2 separate regions of the Pan troglodytes genome follow, and region 2 is linked to region 1. Evidence: chromatin contacts called from public Hi-C data. All regions are on one chromosome and are shown on one strand. Each heading gives the region's core, a stretch centred on a gene start, on an enhancer-like site or on the middle of the called end of the contact. The rest is flanking DNA. Distances are from core to core; before and after follow the strand shown.

The links. A called contact is a pair of places that touch in the nucleus more often than the background predicts.
Region 2: a contact with region 1 is called in a Hi-C map of induced pluripotent stem cells, with 2.8 times the contacts expected there. The contact joins the promoter of JADE1 here to the enhancer-like site in region 1. A contact is called at or near these places in 3 of 7 Hi-C or Micro-C datasets (induced pluripotent stem cells and stem cell-derived neural progenitor cells), 1 of 1 datasets of contacts at active chromatin or transcription factors (stem cell-derived excitatory neurons) and 1 of 1 other capture datasets (stem cell-derived neural stem cells).

The regions. Positions count from the first base shown.
Region 1 is chr3:129,737,829-129,743,167 of NHGRI_mPanTro3-v2.0_pri, reverse strand. No RefSeq gene overlaps it. Among named protein-coding and RNA genes, the nearest start is that of JADE1, 230 kb to the left of the region's middle. Within about 2 kb of position 1,582, at least 4 of the 24 cell types and tissues checked have an H3K27ac peak or open chromatin away from gene starts, as enhancers often do. A contact at or near this core is called in induced pluripotent stem cells and stem cell-derived neural progenitor cells, where this site is marked.
Region 2 is chr3:129,971,249-129,976,826 of NHGRI_mPanTro3-v2.0_pri, reverse strand. JADE1 (jade family PHD finger 1) reads right to left here and starts at 1,861. Exons shown (of 11, transcript XM_001158814.6): 1 at 1,529-1,861.

The DNA.
Region 1 (5,339 bases), core at 333-2,832:
TGTGTATTCACATTTTTCCTGTGATGTCTCTGTCCATGTAATATTACAAAATACGTTAACAATAATTTAGTACTTAAAACTTTAGATCATATTTTAAAATATTAAAAATTACAGTGAAAATTTTGTTTTTTGTGTTGTTAATATCCCTGTTATCAGTTTATTTATTTATTTTTATATATTTTTTGAGACAGAGTCTCACTCTGTCACCCAGGCTGGAGTGCAGTGGCGCGATCTCGGCTCACTGCAAGCTGCGCCTCCCGGGGTTCACGCCATTCTCCTGCCTCAGCCTCCTGAGTAGCTGGGACTACAGGGACCCCCCACCACGCCCGGCTGATTTTTTGTATTTTTAGTAGAGATGGGATTTCACCGTGTTAGACAGGGTGGTCTCCATCTCCTGACCTCGTGATCCGCCCGCCTCCGCCTTCCAAAGTGCTGGGATTACAGGGGTGAGCTACCGCGCCCGGCCTATCAGTTTATTTTGTAGACCCAATTACCGAACCTAGGAAGGTAACAAGGTTTGTTTTACCTAGGTGGGTTACCAGGTTCTGGCTTCAGGATCAGCTCATAGCCTGAGACCCAGGGGCCCTGAGGTATGAGTCTCTTTCTCCTTGAAATTCCTCTACAAGCTTAAAATGCATCAGTGCTTTCTGACAGATTTGGTTTTACAGCCTGATTGTGTCTAGGGAGAGAGAAAATGGAAAGGGTTGGGCACTGGAGATGAAGAGGAAAGGTCAAGATTCCCTAGAGGTCATTCTCACAGGTTCTATGGGGACTTTGTGTGCACCTTGCTTCTCTTTTAGGGGTATCTCTGTTTCTTACATTCCTCAGGCTTTACCACTATTCATAATAATCATACTATCCAGGCATTCGGCCATTTTGCTGGCCTGGACATAACTGACTTGCAACTCAACTGCCCAGGATGATATAAATGTGTGATATTCTTTATTCAGCCCTTTTCGTAGAGTAGAGGGAAAAGGATTCTCTCTAGAAAGTGAGCAGACTAGGCCGGGTTCTGTAGCTCAAGCCTGTAATCTCAGCACTTTGGGAGGCCGAGGTGGACAGATCACCTGAGGTCGGGAGTTCGAGACCAACCTGACCAACATGGAGAAACCCTGTCTCTATTAGAAATACAAAATTAGTCAGGGGTGGTGGCGCATGCCTGTAATCCCAGCTACTCAGGAGGCTGAGGCAGGAGAATCGCTTGAACCCAGGAGGCAGAGGTTGTGGTGAGCCGAGATCGCACCATTGCACTCCAGCCTGGGCAACAAGAGTGACACTCAGTCTCAAAAACAAATGAAAGATAGAAAGTGAGCTGACTATTACCATCAATGTCCCTGGCAGGCTCTGGCATTCCTCGTTCATTAAAGATAAGTACAAATTGGACTTCCAACAATTAACAAAAATATTTTAGCAGCTTATTCTGATCTTGAATAACAAAAGTTCATTGCACACCCTTGAATTTTTTCTTCCCAATTCCTGGAATTTATATAAAATTTGTAGAGAAACCCAATACCTTGATGCATTCTACTAGAGAGTGTTAGAGCTCGAGACTTTCAGGAATTAAACCAAGTCAGCACACTCTATTCTGCTATCCTCAGACTCCTCACCCAGGGTGGTGGTGGGGAGCCAGGCATGGGGCTCTTAATACAACAGGAGGACACCGATGGGGAAATGCCTACTGCCCCCTGCTGGTGAAAAAGGGTCCATAGTTCCAACAACTTGCATAGCCCTAAAAGGCCTCATTTAAACATTGTATTGAAACCATGGTATCAGCTTCAAAATGACTTTAAATAATCTTAAATATTTAGCTTTTTAAAAATAAAACTGAGCAGTAAAAATCTACTGCTTGGTTTTTCCTTAATTATACCGCTCCTCCTCCATCTTTTCAGTTTCCTTTACAATCTGGTAGATCATACGACATTAAATTCTAGGGCATTCAGCACCAAACAATGGTTGACCTGTCTTAGGTACCAAAGTCCCTTTAATTTGTGATGATAGATAAAACTTTTCTTAAAGTGTTCCTTTGAGAATGTATCTCGAAAGTATTAATAATTACCTGGAAGGTAACTGTGGCTGTAGCAAGTGCTGGGACTTGGAGTTGTATGTTATCGTTCCAGTATCAGTTCTGACACTTACTTAACTGTAAGATTTAGGAAAGTCACCTAATCTCATAGACCTCATTTGTGAAATATAATGATAATAATACATAACACACAGGGTTGTTATGGGGATTACATGAGATTATTACAATGAAAGTGTTACTCTAAGAGCTATAAAATTGGAAGGTATTACAACTAAAGGAGCAGGTAACTGTGGGGTTGCCCACTTAACCATTATCAGACAGGTATTTGGAGTCAAACGCCCTAGAGCACAGTAAGGATTAAACATTAAACTGTAGATATTCGTCATTGAGATTAGCGTTATTACCATGGTTTAATATTTAATTCTCACTGTTCTCTAGGGGACCAGATGGACTCTGTGGAGAATGTAGACTTAGACATTCCTGACTACTTGCATCCCAAACTAAAGTCCATACAAGATAAAAACACCTCATAGACAGAAGAGTCACTCCATGAGGCATTCTAAGAATGCACTTTCTGCATGGTGACTAGTTTTTAAGTGGCCAAGTGGATAGGCTCTCAGCAATCTTGCTCCTCTGGGAATAATAAAAACATTACACTGAAGGTTTTGTTTGTGAGTTGTGCTTTTGGACCTAAGTTTTTCTGCTATAAGGGGTATATTATTAACAAAACAAACCCAACCGAAAAGTTGGAATTCCTGGAAATTCACCAAAATTGCCTGGCTGCTGCAGCCCAACAATTCTTTAGCTCTTTTCAATCATCTTTATTTTGGATTTACTTGGAATCCTTGATCTTTAACCCAATTTTGAGCATTACACTGTCCCTATTTAACGCAAAAGGAATATTTTGGAATTTTAAAAGAGCCACAAAATATCAAACCCAAGATCCTAGTTTTGGGTCTTGTTTGTTTGTAAGGGTGGAAGGATTTTACATCTTATTTTGTACTTACTGTGTTCCCAGCAGCTTTTGTTTTGCTCACATCTCACACAGAGCATACTCAATTCAGTGAACTAATTTGGTTGTATGGTAAGCACTGCAGAGAAGTTATGAAAAAAAGTCGCAATCGGGAAGGTAGAAAAGGTCTTCCAAGGATGCATTGAATCTGTTACATATACTCTGGGGCCTCCGAGTTTTCTGGGAAAAAACAAAAGCAAAACAGTGGCTGGGAAACCAGCTTAGTACATAGGTATTAAAGCATGGAACAGCTTCTTTTGACTAGTTTAAGAGGAAGCCATAAAGCACAAGTTCTTGGAATTATGCCAGCAAAAATGTAACCCTTTTATTTATGGGGGCATTCATCAGAACTGGGCCTTTGTGAGCCTACCCCAGACTGTGGTCACTTGGTTTAGTCAGTTGCTGACTTCTCTGAGAGAACACATCCCCTTTTAGCAGAAATAAGGAGCAAGGAGAACCACTGGGTAGTGACTATCACAGTGATTCCCAATGGAAACCAACCCACGAAAGCCCTGTAAAGAATAGCCCTGCTGTATTCCATGCCAGTGAGTGATACTTACACACAGGACGGGTGAGGCAACATGGATCCACAAACACCTGGTTTACTTATGTTGGCCATGATGGTGCCCTCAGGACAAACCACAGATAGAGATCTACCCAAGGAATTCCTGAGTTCATAGGCTGACCGTGTCCTTTGATCCCCAACCCAGCCATTTCTATATGACCTCTGTTGTTGTCCCAACTGAACCCCATTTTTCTCTCTTTTGTGGTTGTAAGGATGAAAAACTTGATGACTTCTTTCTCTTCATCATGGCTACTTCTCAGAATGTCTTGCTGACCATGTCATTGTTGCCTGATTCTATTGATCTAATAAAATCTATTTCTATCAACAAAATATAACTATGTGTGACCACATATTTATACCTTTTCACAAATGGAACTTCTTACAAATAGATTTCCCATCCATATTAACTTATTAAGTAAAATTTTCCTGTTTTTTAATAAAATAAGTTTTCCTAATCTCAAATACTATCCAACAGATGTTAGTCACAAACATACATCATAAATGGGAAAGTATTATAATAAAGCTCATTAGGGCTGTTTATTTACCTTTCAAATGCTATTGAATTTTTACATGATTTTCTCTGCAATTCATTAGTTGTTATTAAGAAATAAATATATGATTGAATTTTCCAAATATATTTGAATTTCATAGTTTAGCATTTCATACGAGAGAAATAATCAGCCAATGTTTTTGCCTGCTGTTTCCATGAAGATTTCATTTATCTTAGAAGTGATTAATATAGAATGAATATAAATAATATAAATTTAAATAGAATATACTTTTTTTTTTGCTATGTTGTTTGTTAGGCTTTACAATGTTGTAAAAAAAACTGTAACAATCCTCTCAGACTGGAATTTTTCTTTATCAAACTTTTCCTCCATTTTCAGGAAGGAACAATGATTCAGAAGTCTTGTAGATTAGTCACTTCTTAAGAAGTTAGATCATTCAGTACTGCATCTTAGCCAACTGTCCAAGGTCAGCAAAATGCTATGGCATGTTCTGTTTGATGGCCCCAGGCAGAAAGCCACAGCATTCAAACTATTAACATCTCCTGACCTTTCAACTTACAAATAGAAGCATCCTTGTGGTCATTTTTTTTTCCTGTATATCCCTGAAAAACTAAGGATCTGGGGTTTAAGATAAGAAATATTTAATTTAATTTAATTTAATTTAATTTAATTTAATTAGTTTTTAACCACAATCCTGGGCTTTTATATAAAAGTACACTGTTTATTTCTTTTTTCCTTTTGAGATAGGGTCTCACTCTGTCGCTCAGGCTGGTGTACAATGGTGCGATCTGGGCTCACTGCAACCTCTGCAGCCTGGGCTCAAATGATCCTCCTGCCTCAACTTCCCAAGCACCAGGGACTACAGGCATGTGCCACCATGCCTGGCTAATTGTTGTATTTTGTGTAAAGACAGGGTTTCTCCATGTTGCCCAGGCTGGTCTCGAACTCATGGACTCAAATGATCTGCCTGCCTTAGCCTCCCAAAGTGCTGGGATTACAGACATGAGGTACCGTGCCCGACCACTGTTTATTTGTTTCATAAAATTTTCTTAAACACCAATTATGTGCAAGTTACCATGCCAGGCCTCTGGGAAACAAAGATGAATCAGTCAGATGTACCTGCAAGGAGCTTATGATCTAACTGGGGAGAAGAAATACAGCAAAATACTATAACATAGGGTAAAAAGTAAGAAGTACCACAAGAGAAGCACAGACAAGATGATTTGGGGG
Region 2 (5,578 bases), core at 612-3,111, 230 kb before region 1:
GAGGGGAGAGAGGCTGCTATTTAAACGCCCGCGGAAGTTGAGGCACCCCCACTGGCGGGTGCCGTGCACCTGCCTCCCGCCGCCGCGCTCCGCCACTTTGAGCAGCAGCCGCGTCCTCAGCCCCGCCTCCTGCCCGAAGGCGGGCGGGGGGGAGCGGGAAGGAGGTGGAAGGGATCGAATTTCTCCAGCAAATGGGACCGTTCCGACAGGATTCGGTTCCCCGGTCAACATTCCACATTCCATCCCTCTCCCGCATTTGCAAGCCAATGCCGAGCAACCCGGAAAGCCTGCTGGCTACCGAACAACAGCCCCCAACTCGCAAACACAGACTCACAGGCACAAGACACGTGCACTGAAGGGCTCTGCAACTTGCAGTCCCGGGGTACACACTACACGTTCATTTAAGGAAGCAAGGAGACCAAGAGGCCCCACCCCCACAATGTGCAGATGGTGCCAAAGGTTGCAATTTGCAATCCCCTTTAAGTTCACGATTAATCGGTACTTTGCTCTACCAACGCCAACTCCTACCCCATTTCATCGATTAAGGGGTTTTACACTTTACAAGCAGTCGCGCTGTAAGTAAAAGATCTGATCACTGGAAGCCCAGTTCGGAAGAATCTAATTGCCAAACTGTCCCTCCACCCCCACCCCCACCCCCCTCTCACTGCCCTTGAATTGATGCAATGAATATTTTGGACATGTGGTGACGCGGTGACAAGAGCCAGGGCTGCGGCCACCACACACAGATGTACCTACGCACACCTATGTTTGGACAAATACAGTCCCACCACACACACGGTCTCACACACACTGGATTCATATATGTACGCGAACCTGCGTTCTGCCATTGCCATCTGTCTACCAAGTTGCTACTATGCTTTCCACTTTCATGCAGCCTAATGCACTTTGGCTTTCTAAAAAAAAAAAAAAAAAAAAAAAAAAAAAAAAAAAACCTATAAACTAAAGCCAACTTAAACTGGGCTTCTGCTCCTAAACGCGTTTAATTGATGATTCACCTGAAAACCGCATGTTCTTCGCAAATCCAAAAGAAGAAATAGCTCTAAGTCTTCAGCCCCCCAAATTTGAAAAAAAAAATCATAATAAAACTTACTGATCCAACATAGATCAATTCTCAGGATCCAAAAATCATCCTCTCCTCCTCCTCCGGCCCCCGCCCCGGCAATGCCCAAGTTACTGGTGGGATAGTAACGCTGCGCTCAGCGGCTGCCTCCCTCCCTCCTCGCTACATATCGAGAACCCAATCTTTTGGCGCCATATTAATGACGTACTATATTATTTCCACTAGGCAGCGACCTTCGGCATTAAATTACTCCCGAGAACTCCCGAGCAAAGCAACAAAACCATCAAATATGGCTGAGCCTCTCGGCTCGTCCTGCAGCCGCCGCCGCCGCCGCCGCCGCCGTCGCCGCCGCGGGACCGGGACGCGCACACGGACCCACACGCGGACACGCGCGGACACACGCGCGGCGCGCCCACCCCGCGCGCCCCCCGCGGCCCGCGCGCGTACCTGCTGCGGAGGGGTTCGGCCGAGGCGCTGGGCTGGGCGCCGCTCGCTCGCTCGGAGCTGCATGAGTTCGGGCCGCGGCGGGCGGGGAGCCGGGCGGGCCCCTGCTCTCGCCGGCGCGCACACACCGGGCACTCGCGCACGGAGGCACTCTCGGTCTGGCGTTTGGCTTGTTATGGAGGAAGGACTATGTGAATCAAACTCATTTCTGGGTCACTGCTGCCACAGGGGGGAGCACTTTAATCCCTTGCCAAAACGAGAGGGTGGGGACGGGAGGGCGGAGGGAGCATGCGGGGAGCCCGCGGCGCTGGGGGCTCGGTCCCTCGTTAACTCTTCGCAGCCCTAGCCGCAGCCGGCTCAGCCTGCGCCAGTAGGGGCTCGCAAAGAACGGCACTGTTCAGCTCTTAGTCTCTTTCCTTACTTCACCCACCTTGTGAGCCTAGAAATTCTTGAGGTGTCTCCAAGCAGGGAAGTGGGTTTTTAAATTAGCCCCTTCAAACTGCTGTCCCAGTTTCAACTCTTGTCTGACATCTAGAAATGGATTCTTTCAGAATAGTTTAAAATTACGTAGATTAAAATATGGCTATTAAGATGTGTCATTTGGGTGAAAGGTTTTATTTTTAGGCTGAGTGGCAAAATAGTTGTTTGTAGTAACAGTTTTAGGGAGTTGCACATTAGGATGACATTTTTAAATAGAGATAATCGAATTCTGAATAACATCTTTACCTAAATTTGTATGGAAGTGATCATTGCAAATGAGCATTAATTCATTAGAAGATATTATTTATAAATTGACACCACTTTATGTTACACATTACTACAGAATTGGACATCTTCTCCCAAATATGAGGAGTGAGCCTAATGCTAAAACTAGAATTGCAGACTAGTATCAGATCAGTCATCGGAGATTCATTTGGGGGTATTTATGTGTAAAAACGAGTGGTTACTGATTTTCTGCAGAAGACAAGCTTGCTTTTTCATATAGAGGGCAACATACTTCTTTCATGGATTCATCTAGGGAAATAGAGGGGTATATGGCATTCAACTTCAATAAGAAAAAAGTACGGATTAAAAACTCCCATTCAGGCCGGGCGCGGTGGCTCACGCCTGTAATCCCAGTACTTTGGGAGGCCTAGGTGGGCGGATCACCTGAGGTCGGGAGTTCAAGACCAGCCTGACCAACATGGATAAACCCTGTCTCCACTAAAAAATACAAAATTAGCCGGGCATGGTGGTACATGCCTGTAACCCCAGCTACTGGGGAGGCTGAGGCAGGAGAATCGCTTGAACCCGGGAGGTGGAGGTTGTGATGAGCCGATAATGCGCCATTGTGCTCCAGCCTGGGCAATAAGAGCGAAACTCCGTCTCAAAAAAATAAATAAATAAATAGGAACAGTGATCACTAATTACAAAATTGAATATCGAACCCAAAAGGCATATGTGTCCACCGGAAGAATCTTTCTGAATATATCAGGTTTGATTTCATGTAATCCCACACCAGCCCAACTACCCACATCCAGACCCACATCCAGAACGTTATAATCTGATAAATGCGACAAAACAAAACTAATTGAGCCTTTCAGTTATTTTTCAGAAAACAAAGTAAGCCAGTGGAAATCCTAAGTACTGTATATGTCCTCTCCTGTTTCGCTAATGAAGAGTAGAAAGACTCCCTGCCAGTCCTATTCATGTGTTCACTTAATCCTGTTCAAAGCGATCACACATGTAAAGCACTGTGTTAACTATCATTATTACTATTCTTAGTATTGCTCTTCAGTTATTGTTATTTTTACTGGTTCACCTTGCACATACTCTCTGTAGAAGTTAAAGTACACAGGCTTTGTAGCCAGACATGGCTGGATCTGGCTCTATCAGTTAGCAGTTTGTGTACCTGTGGGATAAAAGAACTTTATCTGAGCCTCAGTTTCTTCCCTGGTAATAAAATTAAGTTAACAGCTGGCCCCTAACCTGAAGGGTTGTTAAGAGGAATCAGGCAACCTCATAACAGTTCAGGAGTAGAGGCCCTGGCAGTAGGAGGTTGTCCACTCCCTCGGCCATCACTCAACTCCTTCTTGGTTTTCTCTCCATCAAAAATTGCAACTTTTCTAAACTCCAAACAGCTTACTTCACGCATTCATGTTAAGAAAATTTTTGCCGACCGGGCGCGGTGGCTCATGCCTGTAATCCCAGCACTTTGGGAGGCAGAGGCGGGCGGATCACGAGGTCAGGAGATCCAGACCATCCTGGCTAACACGGTGAAACCCCGTCTCTACTAAAAATACAAAAAATTAGCCGGGTGTGGTGGCGGGCGCCTGTAGTCCCAGTTGCTGGGGAGGCTGAGGCAGGAGAATGGCGTGAACCCGGCAGGAGGAGCTTGCAGTGTGCCGAGATCACGCCACTGCACTGTAGCCTGGGCGACAGAGCGAGACTCTGTCTCAAAAAAAAATTTTTTTTAACTCACATTTGCTGCTTACTCTTTTATTTGCTTTTTCTATCAAAAACATCAGGCACCAACGAAAGTATTGAATAAAATGGATGACAAAAATAAAGGGATAAAATGGCACACAAACTCCCCACACTGACACATTGAACAGGAGTGAAGGTGCCATGTACAGAGTCTCAATTATGCCGTGGCTTCAGAGTACTCATCCACTGAAACAGTGCTATGTGCTATAAATAGCCCTGGACAAGAAGTCAGGAGACTCCCACCAACTCCCAATATGACTCTTTGGGCTTTAGTTTCCCCACTGAGATGATAGGAAAAATAATGTCTAAGGCCCCTTTCTCTTTAACATTCAGTCATTTCTGATTTTCTTACCAAACTTAGAAACGTGATGATTATTTGAAGAAATGGCGGACAACTTGAATCCATAAGGAACATGTAAAAATATTTTGTCATCAATGATCAGCAGTTGGCATTTCTTAAATAATAGGTGTCTCTTGCCATCAGACCACAAAGGAAACTCCTATACAACCTATTTCTAAAATGGGAAAGGCAATGATATGGTTTGCCTTGCGGCAGCACAGATAATACAGCCTAGAATAAGAAGTACTAAGCTGGCAATTAGGAAAGCGAGTTTCTGATTCCACTCTGTCACTTACTGTCTTACCTTGCCAAATCATTCCGGATCATCATTTCCTAGTCTCTGGAATAGTTCTTTTTAATTCACACCTTATTATCAGAGATGAAAAGACATTCAACAAAATAGCTACAAGGTACTCAGTGTAATAGAAATATCAAGATTCTAGTCTTTCCTGTTCGTGATGATAATTACAATTCTATATATCCTGTACATTCTGCTGTAGTCATAAACAGTTTAATTATTTTCTTCCATAATAATGGGTTTTTATGAAATAGAAATTTGGATATTTATATTCATATTCCTGATTTTGAAACCAGACTTGATTAAACCTCTGAATGTTTACTTAGTCATTTCATTTCATCTACTTCTCTGTAGGTAAAGAATTATAAGGCCTTGATAAGAGATTCAGAATTGTTCATATTTGAAATGAAGGGATGCATACACTAAAGTCCTGTATTATCTCATTCCTTTAGGGAAATGAGCAAGAAATTCTTACTGGCAAATACCACTGTCAGTTGGTATACATTCCAACGAGATAATTTTTTTTTTTTCCAAGATCAGGGTCTCACTCTGCCACCCAGGCTGGAGTTCAGTGGTCCCAACATGGCTCAGTGCAGCCTCCACCTCCAGGGCTCAAGCAATTCCCCCACCTCAGCCTCCAAAGTAGCTGGGAACACAGGCATGAACCACCACACCTGACTAATTTTTCATATTTTTTGTAGAGACAGGATTTCACCGTGTTTCCCAGACTGGTCTCAAACTCCTGAGCTCAAGCGATCCGCCCTCCTCGCTCTCCCAAAGTGCTGGGATAATAGGCGTGAGCCATTGCGCCTGCACCCAGAGAGAAGAATTTTTTTTTTTTTTTACTGTAAAAGGGCAATCTTGGATAAAATGGGTTGTATCCTAAAAGTTTATTTGCATGTACTTTAATTTTTTTGGAATTTTGTGCCAAAAATGTCTTGTTACTAAA